Linked DNA regions of Gossypium hirsutum: region 2 is linked to region 1. Evidence: chromatin contacts called from public Hi-C data. All regions are on one chromosome and are shown on one strand. Each heading gives the region's core, a stretch centred on a gene start, on an enhancer-like site or on the middle of the called end of the contact. The rest is flanking DNA. Distances are from core to core; before and after follow the strand shown.

The links. A called contact is a pair of places that touch in the nucleus more often than the background predicts.
Region 2: a Hi-C map of leaf shows a contact between it and region 1, with 1.7 times the contacts expected there. The contact joins the promoter of LOC107920605 here to the promoter of LOC107920344 in region 1. A contact is called at or near these places in 2 of 34 Hi-C or Micro-C datasets (both in leaf).

The regions. Positions count from the first base shown.
Region 1 is chrD13:6,305,318-6,313,059 of Gossypium_hirsutum_v2.1, reverse strand. LOC107920344 (protein EXECUTER 1, chloroplastic) reads left to right here and starts at 4,063. Exons shown (of 12, transcript XM_016850009.2): 1 at 4,063-4,855; 2 at 5,115-5,231; 3 at 5,332-5,397; 4 at 5,488-5,594; 5 at 5,823-5,904; 6 at 6,403-7,155; 7 at 7,276-7,399; 8 at 7,571-7,740. The coding sequence starts at 4,484.
Region 2 is chrD13:6,529,047-6,536,788 of Gossypium_hirsutum_v2.1, reverse strand. LOC107920605 (pentatricopeptide repeat-containing protein At5g09450, mitochondrial) reads right to left here and starts at 3,588. Exons shown (of 3, transcript XM_016850399.2): 1 at 3,401-3,588; 2 at 2,971-3,223; 3 at 1-583. The coding sequence starts at 3,435. It overlaps LOC107919677 (vegetative cell wall protein gp1), which reads right to left and starts at 7,481. Exons shown (of 1, transcript XM_016849080.2): 1 at 7,131-7,481. The coding sequence starts at 7,481. The coding sequence ends at 7,131.

The DNA.
Region 1 (7,742 bases), core at 2,814-5,313:
TGTCTTAACATTGCCCGTTGAACCATTCAGAATCGTTAAGGATACTCGGAAACACATATATCACATACAATGCCATATCCCAGATATGGTCTTACATGTTATCACATATCGATGCCACTGTTTCAGACAGGGTCTTACATGTAATCTCATATCGATGCCAATATCCCGGACATGGTCTTCCACGTAATCTTATATCGATGCCAATGTCCCAGACATGGTCTTGCACAAAACCATACCTCGGAAGTCCTAATGTCATGACATACATATCCTATACTATTCCTATGGTTCGTACGGGGCTTTCGGACATCGTAATTCAATCGATTCAAGCTCGAAATAGGTCATCCCATGCTCAAATCAATTTAGCAACATATATATATATCAATACATACAATTCAATTCAGCTACATTTAATATATATACATAAATTTTAATTTAAAAACATTTAATTACCTATGAACTTACCTCGTTTAGAAACGAATGGATCGGAACGACTATTCGACAACTTTTGACTTCCCCGATCTAACTCCGATTTCTTTCTTTCTTGATCTAAATCAATTCCAATTTACCTTATTTAAAGACATATTCATTCAATTTCATCCAAAAACACATAAATGGGTATTTTTCACTTTAGCCCCTAACATTTCACATTTTTACAATTTAGTCCCTATTTCAAAACAACACAAAATACTCAAAATTTCATCATGCTCATGTTAGGTCGAATCTTCCCTAGGTCTCTTGCAGCCCATTAATTCCATTTATTTCACATTTTGACCCCTTAATTTACAAATTTCACAATTTAATCCTTAATAAGCATTTTAATCAAAAACCACTTAATAAAATATGATAATCTATCAACAAATATTTATTTTTCATCATCAAACAACAAAAAGCTTTAATATTTATCAATGGCATTTCACAAAATCATCATCAAATTCGAAAACTAAAGCATGGGCTAGCTAGAATACAAAGCAACGATCTCAAAAACATAAAAATTATCAAAAATCGAGCAAATAACATACCTAAATCAAGCTCCCAAGTGCCGAACTTGAAGCTTCAAAAAAAATGGCTTCTTTTTCTTTGAGTTTCGACTAACAAGATGAACATGCATGATTTTTTTTTATGTTTTGTTTTATTTATTACATATTAATATTCCATTTACTAAATTACCCTTAATGAATAAATATAGAAATTTATAATACATGTACATTAATGTCCATTAACACTACCAGTGGTCTAATATCATCATAAGGACTTTTAATTTAATTAATCATAGCAATTAAGCACTTTAAACAAATAGTATGCAACTTTTGTATTTTACGCGATTAAGTCCTTTTTATCAAATTAAACACACAAACGGTAAAATTAAATCACGAAATTTTCACACATATCAAATAACATACTATAAACACTTAAAATAATATTAAAATAATTTTATGATTTCGTATTTGTAGTTTCAAAACCACTATTCTAATTTAGCTAAAATCGGGCTGTTACATGTTTGATGAATATGTATAAGTCTATATCATGTTTAATATATGTGTATTTAGTATGGTTGAATTGAATTTTGGTAAATTTACATGATTACACAATTAGGTAAGTTTGAATACATGAATATATGTGATGAAATATCATGCATAATACTTATTTTTGGCTTGGTTTAAATGTCTTGAATTGGTTGGGGAAAGTGTTTAAATGTTGTTATAGGTGGAAGGCAAAATGGGTGAGAAAAATGGCCTTGAAAATGGCCTATTTTCGTCCACACGGGTAGAGACACAAGCGTGTGTCTTAGTCGTGTGTGACATACGGCCATGCCCACGGGCGTGTGGTTAGGCCGTGTGCCTCCTACACCTAATTTTCAAAAATTAAATTGTCCACATGGCCTAGCACACGAGCGTGTGGTTGGTCGTGTGACCTAAGTCAGAGAGTTACATGGGTAAGGACACGGGCTGGGACACGGTCGTGTGTCTCACATCGAATGCCCATATGGCCTGGGACACGGGCGTGTCACTTGGCCATGTGAGCCACACGGCCTAGCCACACGGGCATGTGTCCCCTGCATCTAAGAAAATTTTTAAAATTTCATGAAAAATTCTCTGAATTCCCGATTTAGTCCCAACTTGTTTCTAACTCATAAATTGGGCCTCGAGGGTCCATTTAAGGGACAATATGATTGAATATATTTGATTTTGGATATGAATAGTAAATGATATGAATTGACTGTATTTATTCTGTAAACTCCAATAATGCTCCGTAACTCTGTTCCTGCGACGGATATGGGTTAGGGGTGTTACAGATTTTGTCCAGATATATTTTGGGTTTTTTGTCTATTTGAGCTTTGTATTGGTTTGAATTTACTATGTACATGCTCAAACTTATATTAAAATTGGTTAAACTACATCCAATGCCGTTAAACTATTAATAAGTTCACGTTGTAGTCACTAAACTTCAAAAAGTTACAAAATGATCACAGAACTATTCGAAAGTTTTCATTTAAGTTGTTAAACTATTTGAAAGTTTTTATTTAAGTTACTGTGTTGATAAGTTTTTTTTTTAATTTGGCTAGTGAGCTCTAAGTGAAAATTCAACAGTTGTTATAGTGAATCAGTACCTATCGATAAGTAGAAGAGCATACATTAGATCCAAGTTGATATGACAGTTAGCCTCAAAAGTCAGAAGAAAGTTGTTTGGATTTTAGTTTGCAGATTTATAACGTTCAAAATAGTTTCATGAAAAAAATGAATTGTAGAAGAGAGAGCTTGAGAGCTTTAGATTGGTGTAGGCCATACTATAGCGGTTTTAACAACCTAGTAACTTGAATGAAAACTCTCAAATCGTTCAATGACCATTTTGTAAAATTTTAAAGATGAGTGACCAAAACATAAACTTACTAATAGTTTAGTGACCTTAGATGCAATTTACCTTTTAAAATTGTTCTATATAAATTGGTACTAAACTATACCCTTTTTTCCATGTTTGTACCCAAACTTTTTTTTTGTCTCAAGTGATATCTAAACTACTTTGTTTCCCCAATGGTACATCTGTTAGTCAAAACGTTATCTAAACTATGTTTTTTTTTCATTTTGGTACCTAAACATTTTCTTTTGTCACAAGTGGTACCTAAACCATTCTTTTGTTATCCATGTTACATCAAAATATTATATTCGTTAAAAAAAATTAGTCAATAAACTTAAAAAAACATTTTTAATTCTTTTATTTCCCTTATTTCTTTTACATAATTTCTCTTTTTATTTTTTTTCTCTATTTTTTTTCTTGTTCCTTTATAGTATCTAGTAATACTAGCAATACTTGAAATTTGCCATCCCGAGGTCGAAACACTAGCGATTAACTTTATTTTCGAACTTCACCGCCTGCTTGCTCGACTTGTTAGGATTGAAGAAGCTATTTCATCAATTAAAACCAATGTTTCCAGAACCAGACCAAATCAGCTAGTCAAATTGAGATATTGATTCGTAGATAAGGGTTGAATCCATACGAATCGGTTGAACCTATTTCTTTATTTTTAAATTTTTTTATGATTTTTTAATAATTTATTTGATCGAACCAAATGAATTGATCAAATCGAGAACTGATGGCCTAATCGGTTCAATCATCAGTCTGATTTTGAAGAAAGAAAAAATTAAAAATAGAAAGAATATAAATACATAAGAGAAACTAATATTTGTCTTTTTTAAACTAGCAGAGGTATCAACTTGGGAAACAAAGGTACTTTAGGTACCACTTATGACTAAAAAATATTTAGGTACCAAAATGAGAAAAAAAAACATAGTTTACGTACCAATTTGTAGGTTAAACTTTTTAAAAAAAATAGACTTAACGATTTGACTAACATAAGTTTCAACTTGAGAAAAAATATAGTTCAGATACCACATGTAACAAAAAAAATTAGGCACCAAGATGAAAAAAATAATTTAGGTACCAATTTAGGAGTTAAGCGTACAAATTAGAAGTTGAAAACAATACAGGGACTAAAACTAGAATTTGACAGAAAATATAAGCAAATGATATTAGATATAAATATTACTTGGAGATTACCTCCAACATGTCTTCTGTTTATGTCTCCACTCTTCACTCACTGTTTTTCTTTTTCTGTCTTTGCCCTTTTCAGCGAAAAAAAATCCTAAGCCATAAATTATATTTTTTAATATAAATACCAGAAGTGGTATGGTAATAGTAGTATTTTTACCAGAAGTGTTAAAGTACGTAACGCAACCAAAACTTGCTTTATCTCTAAATTGCATACTCTCTCTACGCTCACCACCACCAGTCGCCACCCTCACCACTGCCGCTTCCGCCACCTCTTTTTCTCTTCTTTTCACAAATCAAATACCCAAACCCCAAATTTCTTCCTTTCCCACTCTATTCAAATTCATCCTTTTCTGGGAAAATTATAACTGAATTTTCTTCCCCTCCTTCCCTGAAAGAAACGAAGAAGAAATTTTAGTACGAAAGCAAAGATAAAGATATGGCTTCAATCCCAACTCCTTCACCTGGTAATCTCACATTCCCGAGCCATCAGTTTCCGTCTTTTAAAAGATCGTTTTATTACCCGCCGGCGAGGTTCCCCGATTCCACTCTGTGCCGCTGCTCCGATAACTCTTCCGACAACAATTCCGTTAGCTGGAGGTGGGACTCCGCCGTTGTAGACGTTATCAAGAGTGCCGTCAAACGATTCGATTCGTACTTGAACCCTTTCCGTAAACACCCCGCGGAAACCGGCGGCGTTTCTGAGAACCGACGGCGGCGACGAGACGAAGAGGGAGGTTGGGATTGGGATCAATGGAAAAAGCACTTCGAACAAGTCGATGAACAAGAACGGCTCCTGTCCCTTTTGAAGGTCTTTATGAATCTATGCTTCTTTTTTGCTGTTTTTTTTTTTGAAAAAAAAAATAATAAGCTTGAAAAAGTCTTGTTAAATGGTAAGTTTGAGGCCGGAATTTTGAAATCTCATGTTCGAGCCCCACTTAATTAGTTAGAACAAGTTCAATTAGGTATTCAGTTCAATGTTTGTAATGATCGATTATGATTGTAAAATGGGAAAACCTTGAAAATTGATGGAATGTCTTTGATTACAAGCTTTTTTGACCTTTTAACAGGCACAGTTATATGAAGCTGTATGTAAAGAAGATTATGAGGATGCTGCTAGGTTAAAAGTTGCAATTGCAGCTGCTTCTACAAATGACACTGTTGGCAGAACCATGTCCCATTTTAATGTATGAATTAAATTTCATTTATTTAATTTTTTTAAGGGGGAAAACGGAAGGAATTTCCATTGTTCTTGCTGAGTGCTGACCTGATTTATTGTCATTTCAGAAAGCAGTAGTGGAAGAACGTTTCAAGGATGCAGCATTTTTACGAGACACTGCCGGTACTGGGTTGGTAAGTTTTAATTTTATTTTGAAGAAAAAAATGGTTCCTTTATAGCGGTTTTAAGTAAATGTTGTTTGGTTTTATGGTCTTGGGTTCCAGGTTGGATGGTGGGCTGGTCTATCCGATGATACCAAAGATCCTCACGGTCTAATTATACGTATAACTGCCGAGCATGGCAGATATGTCGCTAGGAGTTTTAGTCCTAGGTAATCACTCCAATCTTTCATGTTTATATGTATGTATAGATCATTTCTATGTTTGAGCACACATGTATATGCTCTACTAATATCAAATATACAGTTAAAGTACGGGGCATTTCTTTTTTAGTTATTTGGCATTGGCTCCTGTTTTCTTATACTTCTTTCTCATGCTTACTGATTTCTAATTTAAATGAATGTTTCTGAGTTCTTGTTAGACTGATGCTTTCCTTTCAGGCAACTCACTACTGCATCGGCTGGTATGCCCTTATTTGAGATCTTTCTTACTGTAAACAAGAAAGGTGAATACAAACAGCAGGTATCTTTTATTCCCATTCTTTCTGGATTGCTGCATAATTTTCTGATGTTTGAGTTAAAGTTACTTATACAGCAGCATTTTCTGTTAAATTAACAGAAAAACTGGCTTACTGTAGGTCACTTTGGGATGTCACCTTCTATATTTGTGTTCATGGTTCTAATGATGATAATTCTCAAACTGGCTTTTTAGTGTGTGTGTGTGTGTGTCTCTTCATGATCCTTTGTTGGAGTATAATGACAGTAAATCAAGTCTTATATCTAGCTTTGATGAAAGTTTGTCATCAGTTGATATGTCCAATGATTTTGGTGTATTGCTTGTTATATATGTGTTTGATTCAGTGAGGCGCAGTAAGCCATCGGGGTGTATATACACATTCATACACATGGACACTTGTATATCTGTGTGTACCAGACATCCTGCTTAGTATTTGTAGTTTTGTATTCCATTTGTAGTAGCATTTAATGTTTCACGAATGCAGCCTTATTTGGTGTTTTTCAGGCAGTGTACTTGAAAAAGAGAAGGGTTTTCCCAGATCCTTCAAAGGTGTCTTCTAAAACATCAGGAGCCACAAGTCGCAGGGTTCCATCAGTCACCAGTGAAGACAAAAGTAATCTTGTTGTTGTGAGTACAGAAGATGATGAAGATGGTGATTATGAAGATGATGATGATGATGATGATGTTGCAGAAGATGGATCTGATGTGGGTGAGGGACTAACTAGTTTTCAGAATTTACTGCAAGATATGATTCCTGGGGTGAAGGTCAAGGTCTTGAAAGTCAGTGCACCCGGGAAAGTGGACCAAGATTTTATATCTAAGGTGATTGAGCAGATCATTGATGAAGACGACGAAGATAAAGATGCTGAGGTGGAAAGTATAGAATTGGATGATGAACTTAAGAGTGAAAATGACCATGAGAGAGATCAGTTTGAGATGGATGTTGATAGTGGGTTTATTGATAGTGATAAGCGAGGTGAAATTGCAGTTAAAGTTGTCGTTGGTGGTCTTGTAGAAAAACTTTCTGGCAGTGTACCTGCATTGGACTCAGTTAGAGTGCCTGCTAAGCTAGTGAAAAAGGGGCAACTAACATTTTCATTTTCTATAGAAGAAGACGTAAACCAACAAGTTTCTAGTCTCAAGACAAAGGGTTCGACGGATAGGAAACCAAAGGCTCAAAGCCAACGTAGCGTAGATAACATAATGTTTGATCTTGCTAAATTTATTGGCAGTGGCAGAGACAAGATACCTTTGAAGGTGGGTTCATATTAAATAAACACGATGAATAAATTTTGTAGATTGAGTTTTACAGATCATTTCCCGTTTTAAGTTTCTACGCTATAATGCTTGGTTTGCTAACTGATTTCCACAATGCAGGTGCTGAAAGATGTTGGCGAATTAATAAATCTCACTCTCAATCAAGCTCAAAATCATCAACCACTATCTGGATCAACAACTTTCCATCGCATTGAAACTGCAGCATCACCAGATCCTCTAAACGGTGATTTCTAACACCATCTGTTCTGCTTCTTGATATTTTGATGAAATGATAATTTATTCTCTCGTTTTGTTTACACTATTTTACATTGTCCTCTATTGTTTTGCCATGATGGTTATTCATGCCTATCAACTATCGTAGAATATTGTATTTACATTATGTTGGTTTGATCAGGACTATATGTCGGTGCGCATGGGCTTTACACTTCTGAAGTCATTCATCTTAGACGCAAATTTGGCCAGTGGCAAGGGGATAGTGGGACTAAGGAGCCTTCAGATCTTGAATTTTATGAATATGTGGAAGCTGAAAAACTAACCGGGGATCCTTATGTGCCAGCAGGCCAGGT
Region 2 (7,742 bases), core at 2,339-4,838, 220 kb before region 1:
AGTCGTACGTTATCCATTCTCTTTGTGTGATGCCTTTCTCTATTTCGATAGGAGAGATCGAATCGGCACTTGTAAGACAGCTGGCAGTTACATAAATATTTACAAGGTTGATATATCTCTGCCAATCATCATTGCAACCGGAGTCACATCTCATTTCATTCAGAATCCTTTGAACTTGATCAATGTTTAGAGCTGCAGCACATGAACTTATCCAAAGATTGTAAGTAAAGATATCTGGTTCAACTTTCTGTCTCTTCAGTTCTTCTACAACGGAAGAAACCTTCTCGACCTGCCCAACTGACATGTACAGAGTCATAATCTCGTTGTAGAGAAGGGCAGAGAACGAGAGCTTTGACCCCTTTATCCTCTCATAAAGTTCTTCGGCCTTTTCAGTCAATTTTGCGGCAGCATAAGAGTGGAGAAGAGCAGTGTAAGTTTCACTTGTCTTTGCAGTCAGAGGTAAATCTTCGAAATAGCGTTCAGCAGCATCAATACCAAAAACTTTTGTCATCAAGTCAATACGAATAGCATAGTCAGTGTCTGATAACTTGTATTCTTCATGACTAACCATCCATTCTGATATCTGCAAGCTCGAATGGGTAAGGTAAAGAAAATTGACAATCAATTCTAACCGCGAAATCAAAAGCCACACGAACTATAAGGCACAAACATTTCCACACAGATGCAAGATGAAGCTTTGTTGGTCAAATTATGGTTTTTGGCCTAACACTATACTCAACTTGGAGATTGAAGTATTGTACTTTAATTTGGCATAACCTGACCCTGCCACTATTACTATCATTAATGTTGTCTTGATGCAAATCGCTCTCACCGTTAAAAATAATTTATTAGTCTGCTAAGGTGAAATTATTTTTAAAGAAAAAAAGAGTCCAAGTCATGAGATTGAGCTAGAAAATTCTTTTTATGACAAATTAATGAAAAATAACTATTCTGGTTACCAAAATTTCATCTTTTAAATGATGTAAGAAATTCGATTGTCAGGTTTTTAAATAAAATACATCAGCTGACTTATGAGAAACGGTGTCAATGATTTGGACTAAGGCATACTATTAATAATAGTAAGAGAACAAAATTATTCCAAATTACAGTACACGGATTGGCCATCTCACTAGTGCAGTGGTTAAGGTGTTAGGTGTTGGAACCTACATCCAAGGATTGAGCCCTGAGACACACCCTCTTCAATGTATCCAAATAAAAGTATAGTACAGGGAATAAAACCTGTAATTTGACCAACTTTGTTTCTGATATTAGAAAGGGGAAACGAAAAAGAGACTAACCTAATGTTGCAAGGTGCAACTCACAAAGGACTACTATTATAACAGAAAGAAAAAGGGATTTGGGACTTTCCTACATCCATAACATCGGACTTTTATATCTCACACTCGAAAAAAGAAAATCATTCTTGGTATCGATAAAAATTCTCATCAAAACCAACTTTCACAACATGCCCTCTTATAACTGAAACAAAGAACAGGTGAAATAATAAAGTGACTGTGAGACACTATAATAGTAATCAAATTACACTTACAAAAACCGCAAGCGAGAAGAAAGTTTTCGTATTTCAATGGATCAGAGGAAGTGAATGAACTCTAAAGTGAAAGAGGTAAATAGTGCACTTCTACAAGCAAGCCTTAGTAGAGACTTAAATCTACTACAAAAGACGAGACATGTATGATATATCCGTAGTTAACATTACAAGATCACTGTTGCTATATAGCTAAACATCCAAGTAGGGGTGTAATTGGATTGAATCAAACCGAACTCAAATAATGGTAAGCTCAAGCTCGAGCTTGACTCAAAATTCAACGGTCGATGCTTGGCTTGAGCTCGATCAAACATATATTTCTAAGCTTGAGCTTGGCTCAAGACTTAATAGAACTACTAGAGTTTGAGCTCAACTAAACTCATTTATCAATTTTCATACTCAAGATTGAAATCAAGATCGATTAAGCCAGTTCATATGAGCTTGTACTTAAGCTCTTTCTATATAATAAGGGTAAAAATGTAATTTCATAACGTAAAACATATTAAAATGAAAAGCTTGATTAGGCTCATGAGCTGTTCGGATTGAGCATTAAGGTGCTTGAATTTGGCTTGATTGATAACTCGAGCTACTAAAGCTTGAACTCAACTTGATAATTACTAAATCAAATTCAAGTTTTTTCTAGTCAAACTTGAATAGTTTGATAACAACACTGTCTCATTTACACCCTACATCCAAGCTAATCAAATGGCAAACCCTAATGTGTTGCAAAAATCTTCTGTAGACAAAAGATTAACCTAACATACATACTAAGATATTCTCTATTTGTTGACAAATACACACACACACACACACACACATATTATCTCTTTAATTATTTGTTTAACATTTGCAACAAATCAGACCATTCCCCTAAGCAATGGATTACTATCAGACATGTCAATTGGGCAAGCCAAGTTGATTTTGAATCAAGTCAATTTAAATTGAGTCAATTCAAGTTTTTAAAATTTTTGCGTAATATTGGTTCAGGTAAACCTTGGGTTAAGATCCATTGGATCTTTCAGGTTGGAGGCCAAGGTTTTTAGGCCGGGTTATTGGTTTGAGTCATTTTGAGTTCGGTTCATTCAGGTTCGTGCCAGTTTTGGAATCAGATCCTTTCAGGTTTGGGTTGTAAACTTCTTATGATCAAATTAAGTTGGGTTGAGTTTGATTCCAAGTTGATTGAGTAGGATTCGGGTCAAGTTGACAAGTCTAATTGCTATGAATCCAATTGACCCAATCAAGGTTAATCAAATCTAAGGATTCAAGCATTATTTTTCTGAAGCCGCAAAAGTGATGGAAAGTTTCATCAAGGATTATTAAACTAAGCAAGCATTTCTAGATTCTTTAGGCAAATCAAACCAACCCAACAACACCCAAATCTTAATTTCATTCTAATTGACTTCAATTACTGAGTAAAAATATACCTCGAGAGCATGCTTGAAACGCTGAGATTTTCTAAGGTCTTTAGAAATTTGGCGGAGGTCAGAGAAGGAAACCCGGTTGCCCTCACCCACCCATTTCTCTATAACGGTGGTGGCGCTCCGTTTCGGGAGGCGCAACCGGAAAATGCGGCTTCTCAGATCATCGGTTTCCGAATTATTTATATAATCGTCCGTGTATTCGGTGCTGACGGAGCCCGAAGACAACAGCCTCGACATGCACCGTTGGCTGCTTCTCCTGCACACACACACATATATGTATTTTACAGTTTGGGAAAATTGATGTTTGAGAAATGAAAAGATTTTAACTTAACAACAGCTAATAAGAATTGTATTTGATCCAGTTTAATAAAATTATCTTTTTAAAAAAAACAAATTCTTTGAAATGGAAATTTATGAGAATGAAGATAGTTACCGTCTGAGACTAAGAAAGAGGGAACGCGACGCCATGGAAATTGATAAAGAGCTCTTTTAGCTTAAGCTTCTCTTCCCCACTTGTTCCTTTTAGGAATTCTCCAGGATTACTGCAGGGGTGTTTAGTTAATAAACATGTCCATATGGGTCGGGTCGGATCAGTACGCAGCCTTAAACGGGTCACTGACTAGCTTAGACAGCTGAATTATACCTTTGTGTATATATATACATTATCAATTTCAAAATTGAACAAATTAATTCCTCTACAAAATAATTTCTCTCTCTTAACTTTAACATGAGAATCAGGAAAAACAATCAAAACCAAAATTCTTAAGAAAAACATATTTCAGTTTTTTTTATTGAATCATATTATAAAATTTTTCAAAAAGAATTTTATGGTCAACTCAAAATTTAGACTTTCTTTTTTGGTGATTTTTATTCCAGACTAATTTAGTATCACTTCTAAAAAGCACTTTTAGTATAAAAAGCACTTTTAACATAAAAAAAATATTGCTAAATAAGATGCTTTTAAGCTCAAAAGTGCTTTTGAGAAGCAATATTAAACTAAGCTTTTATTTATTTTTCATTCATGATTAAATTTATCCAAAAAATCGAAAAACCAAAAAAGAAGAGAAAACTCCATTCCAGCTTATTACACACTTTTTCAAGATCCAACTTAATGACCATAGCACAATTTTTCCCTTTCATCTTTTTGAGCAAGTGCATAATCTTTTAGACAATAGTGACATTATTCGAGGAGTGCCTTCCAGGAACAAAACTACCCTGAAATGGAGAAATTATCCTATATAAAAGGGGCCTTAGTTTCATAACCATGACTTATGTGATAATCTTGTAGATCGTATTACCTAGAGTAATCAGGCGGAATTGTGAAAAAGAGGTTGCCTCTTTGGATTTGGGAATAAGAGCGACCAATGTCTCATTAAAGGTAGTGGGAACAACGACATTTAGGAAAGTCATAGAAATCTTAGAAACCGTCGAGATGATTTTCTACTTCACTTCAGACCAAAGGTGTTGATAGAAAATGGGTGTAGTTTGGACTTGGGGCTTTAAAAGGTTTGAGGAACCAAGTTGCTTTTTCTATATCCACAAAGGAGATTTCAAATAAAAGAAATTGAATATTTGAGTTTGGAAAACGAGGCAAGTTAAGATCGATGGTTGGCGTTTTATCAGCAGCAAAAGAAGAAAACAATACACATAATAAGGAAGCAAGATGCAAGAAATATTTTCCTAATTGCTCACAAACGTGCAACAAGCAATGAAATGAATAAATTGTAATAAAATCATGGGGCTTTTTGATGTTAATGGAAAGTGGATAACTAAAAGAAGAGATATAGAGAACTTAGTGCAAGATCATTTCATCAAGCTTTTCACTACTTCCAAGGAATCATCTACACTCGTTTCCTTATGTGTCGATATTGAAAATTGGCCAACTATGCTCTGTGATAATTTTTTTGTTGAAGAGCATGCAGCTTGTAAACATGCTGCAGCACGTATGCTTGTTGTAACAACAAAGTTTCAATGATTTTCATATTAATACGAAGGGAATTTTGGTCTGCACAATGAAAATTAATACGAAAACGTCAGCTAACCCAGGTTAAGGATGACGACCAACCCTAATTCTATAAATAGGCTCATTAGAAACTTGTTTAGAGACAGTTTTCATATTATAAGTTTTTCCCTATAATTTAGTTTTTAGTTTTTCTTTTCTTTTAGGCTTTAGATTTCTTTTCCAATTATTTTCATTTGTGTTCTTCGGAGGACTTGATTTGTAAATACGATCAAACGTTTAAGGATCTCTGCACTTCATTAATAAAATACAATTAGGATTCTCTAAACTTTATTATTGATTTGTTTTTTATGCAAATATTTATTATCAAGTTTATTATGTTTATGTATTCTGTGAGGAACTAATCCTCATATGTGGGATTAGCAAATGGAAGTGTGATTGACTAATTGTTATGTAAGATTTTCTTAGTGGATCAACTGTTTAGGAGAGGAATAACTTAACCCATAGGCTTGACGACCCTAGGAAGCCATTTAGGTGGGAATTAACCCAAAATTGGTATGGTCTATTCGTAAACACCTTAGCCCCGAACCGGTCTGGACTTGAGGTCGAGAGATAACTAGTTCTAGCCGACTCGTTAGTTTAGTGGAATATTGAGAGATCTTGCTAAGGTAATGACTAGTTGATTGAATAGAAACCTGAAATAGGAATTTGTTATGATCATCGAAACGAGCTAATCACCCATGTCTACATTTGATTAAGTTTAGAAATTAGTTCTCCGAAGTCCTTTTTATTTATGCAGTTTTTATTTCTTTATGTATAAAACCCCCAAAATCCTTCATTTATGTTTTATTGTAATATAATTTATTTAAACTACTAATTACTTCTATTTACATTTAAGTTAACTTTAATCTAGTACTCGTCTCCTTTAGGTACGATCGATCCTCAGAGTACTTACTTATTTTGTTGTAAAATTATATTATAATCTGATCCATATACTTGTGGATACCGCCTCAATTTCATATATTTAGTTGCAGTATTTACACTCTAAATATTAGTACGTCCGGAAGCGGTCAGCAATGTAACTAACAATGTCAAAACTTAACCTAAATTTTGAAATCTAAAAAAAAAAATTAAAGTAAAAGTATAAAGACTAAATTTTTATTTTACGATGAATATAAAGAATATAAGGAAAAAGGGTAGGACAAATAATTTTTATTAATGAGAACCATAAATAATGTAATAACGTAATGGATGGTTGCATAAAATAATTTCTTAATCTTCTGGAGATCCCCTGATTATGGTTTTTTTATGCTTGAATTATCTTTGTGTGTAAGTGCTCTGCTTGGGACCTTTCAAATCTCCTTTTGTAAATTGTTGTTATCGATAAAAGAAATTTTGATTGGCAATTGTTTTTAGGAAAAAAAACACTCTCACCATGAACACTCATCTAGACTCTAGAGTAGACCTGTCCATGGGTCGGGCGGCCCGGCCAAACCCGACGGCCCGCCTAAAATATGGGAGGGTTCGAGCAAAACTATAGACCCGAAATATGAGTTTGGGCAAAAAATAAGGCCCGTTTAAAAAATGGGCCGGGCCTCGGGCACTACTTTTTTGGCCCGGGCCGGCCCGAATATAATAAATATATATTTTTTTTTTATTTTTTAATTTTAAAGTACTTTTAAAATAATTTTTTTATTTTTTTATTTTAAAATAATTTTTTTATGTTTATTTTAAAAATGGGCTGGGCCAGGCCGGGCTCGGGCTTATGATATTTTTCTCGGGCCGGACCTGAGTAAAATTTCAGGCCCATATTTTGAGCCGGACCCGGGCCTAGGAGGCGGGCCAAAAAATTTTCCAAACCCGGCCCGGCCCATGGACAGGTCTAGCCTAGAGACAGCAAAGATTTTTTTTTCTTTTTTACTCGCCTCCAATTTGATTTTTATATAATGGATTTTATTTAATCTTTTAACAATAGATACAATAATTAATTACTTCATAGAAAGAACATATATATATATAATCCCATAATAAGCAATAAAATATCGAAGTAGAACAAATAATGGGATCGGGGAACTCCCATTTATACAAACAAATAAATGTGGTGGAAAAAGGAAAAAAGCAATCCTCAAAATCAACAGACAAGGACGACCAAAAACATATTAAACCAAATCCATTATGCAGCAGATAAAAAACAAAGGGGTATTCAAGGAGTAGAAGGAGAAGGAGAAGGTGGTGGAGAGAGGAAAGGAATAAAGGGAATAGCAGTTGGGATTGAGGGCATGCTTGGCAGAGGTGGCAGTGTGGCCCTTGGTACACTTGGCAATGAGGGCAAAGCAGGCATGGTAGGAAGTGGTGGAAGCGCCCCAGGCCTTGGCATTGTTGGTATGGTTGGCTGTGGGGTATTAAGGATAAATGGAAATGGTGGGAGTGTTGCTGTAGGCAAAGTTGGCATTGGAGGCAGCTGCTGAAGGTGACGAGCAGCTTGGCCAACGTTAATGCTTGGCAACGACAAAGCCATCAAGAATGCTAAAGCAATGCAATTGAAATAACCCATTTTTGTTGAGAGATTTTGAAACAAATTACGTAGATGAAACAAAGTTCTTTATTTGAATAGTTATGAGCGAGGAAAACAAAACATGATATTGGGGTTTATAAATGCATTGGAGTAGTTGGTAATATTTGATCATATATGGATGGAAAAGAGAAAACTTGGTCAATGTCGAAGGTTTTGGTAGCTCATCTTCTCATGGGACATTGGAGTTTAAAATTGGTGAAATGCAGTAGATGTGGTTGGCATACAAGCTACCTCATGTAA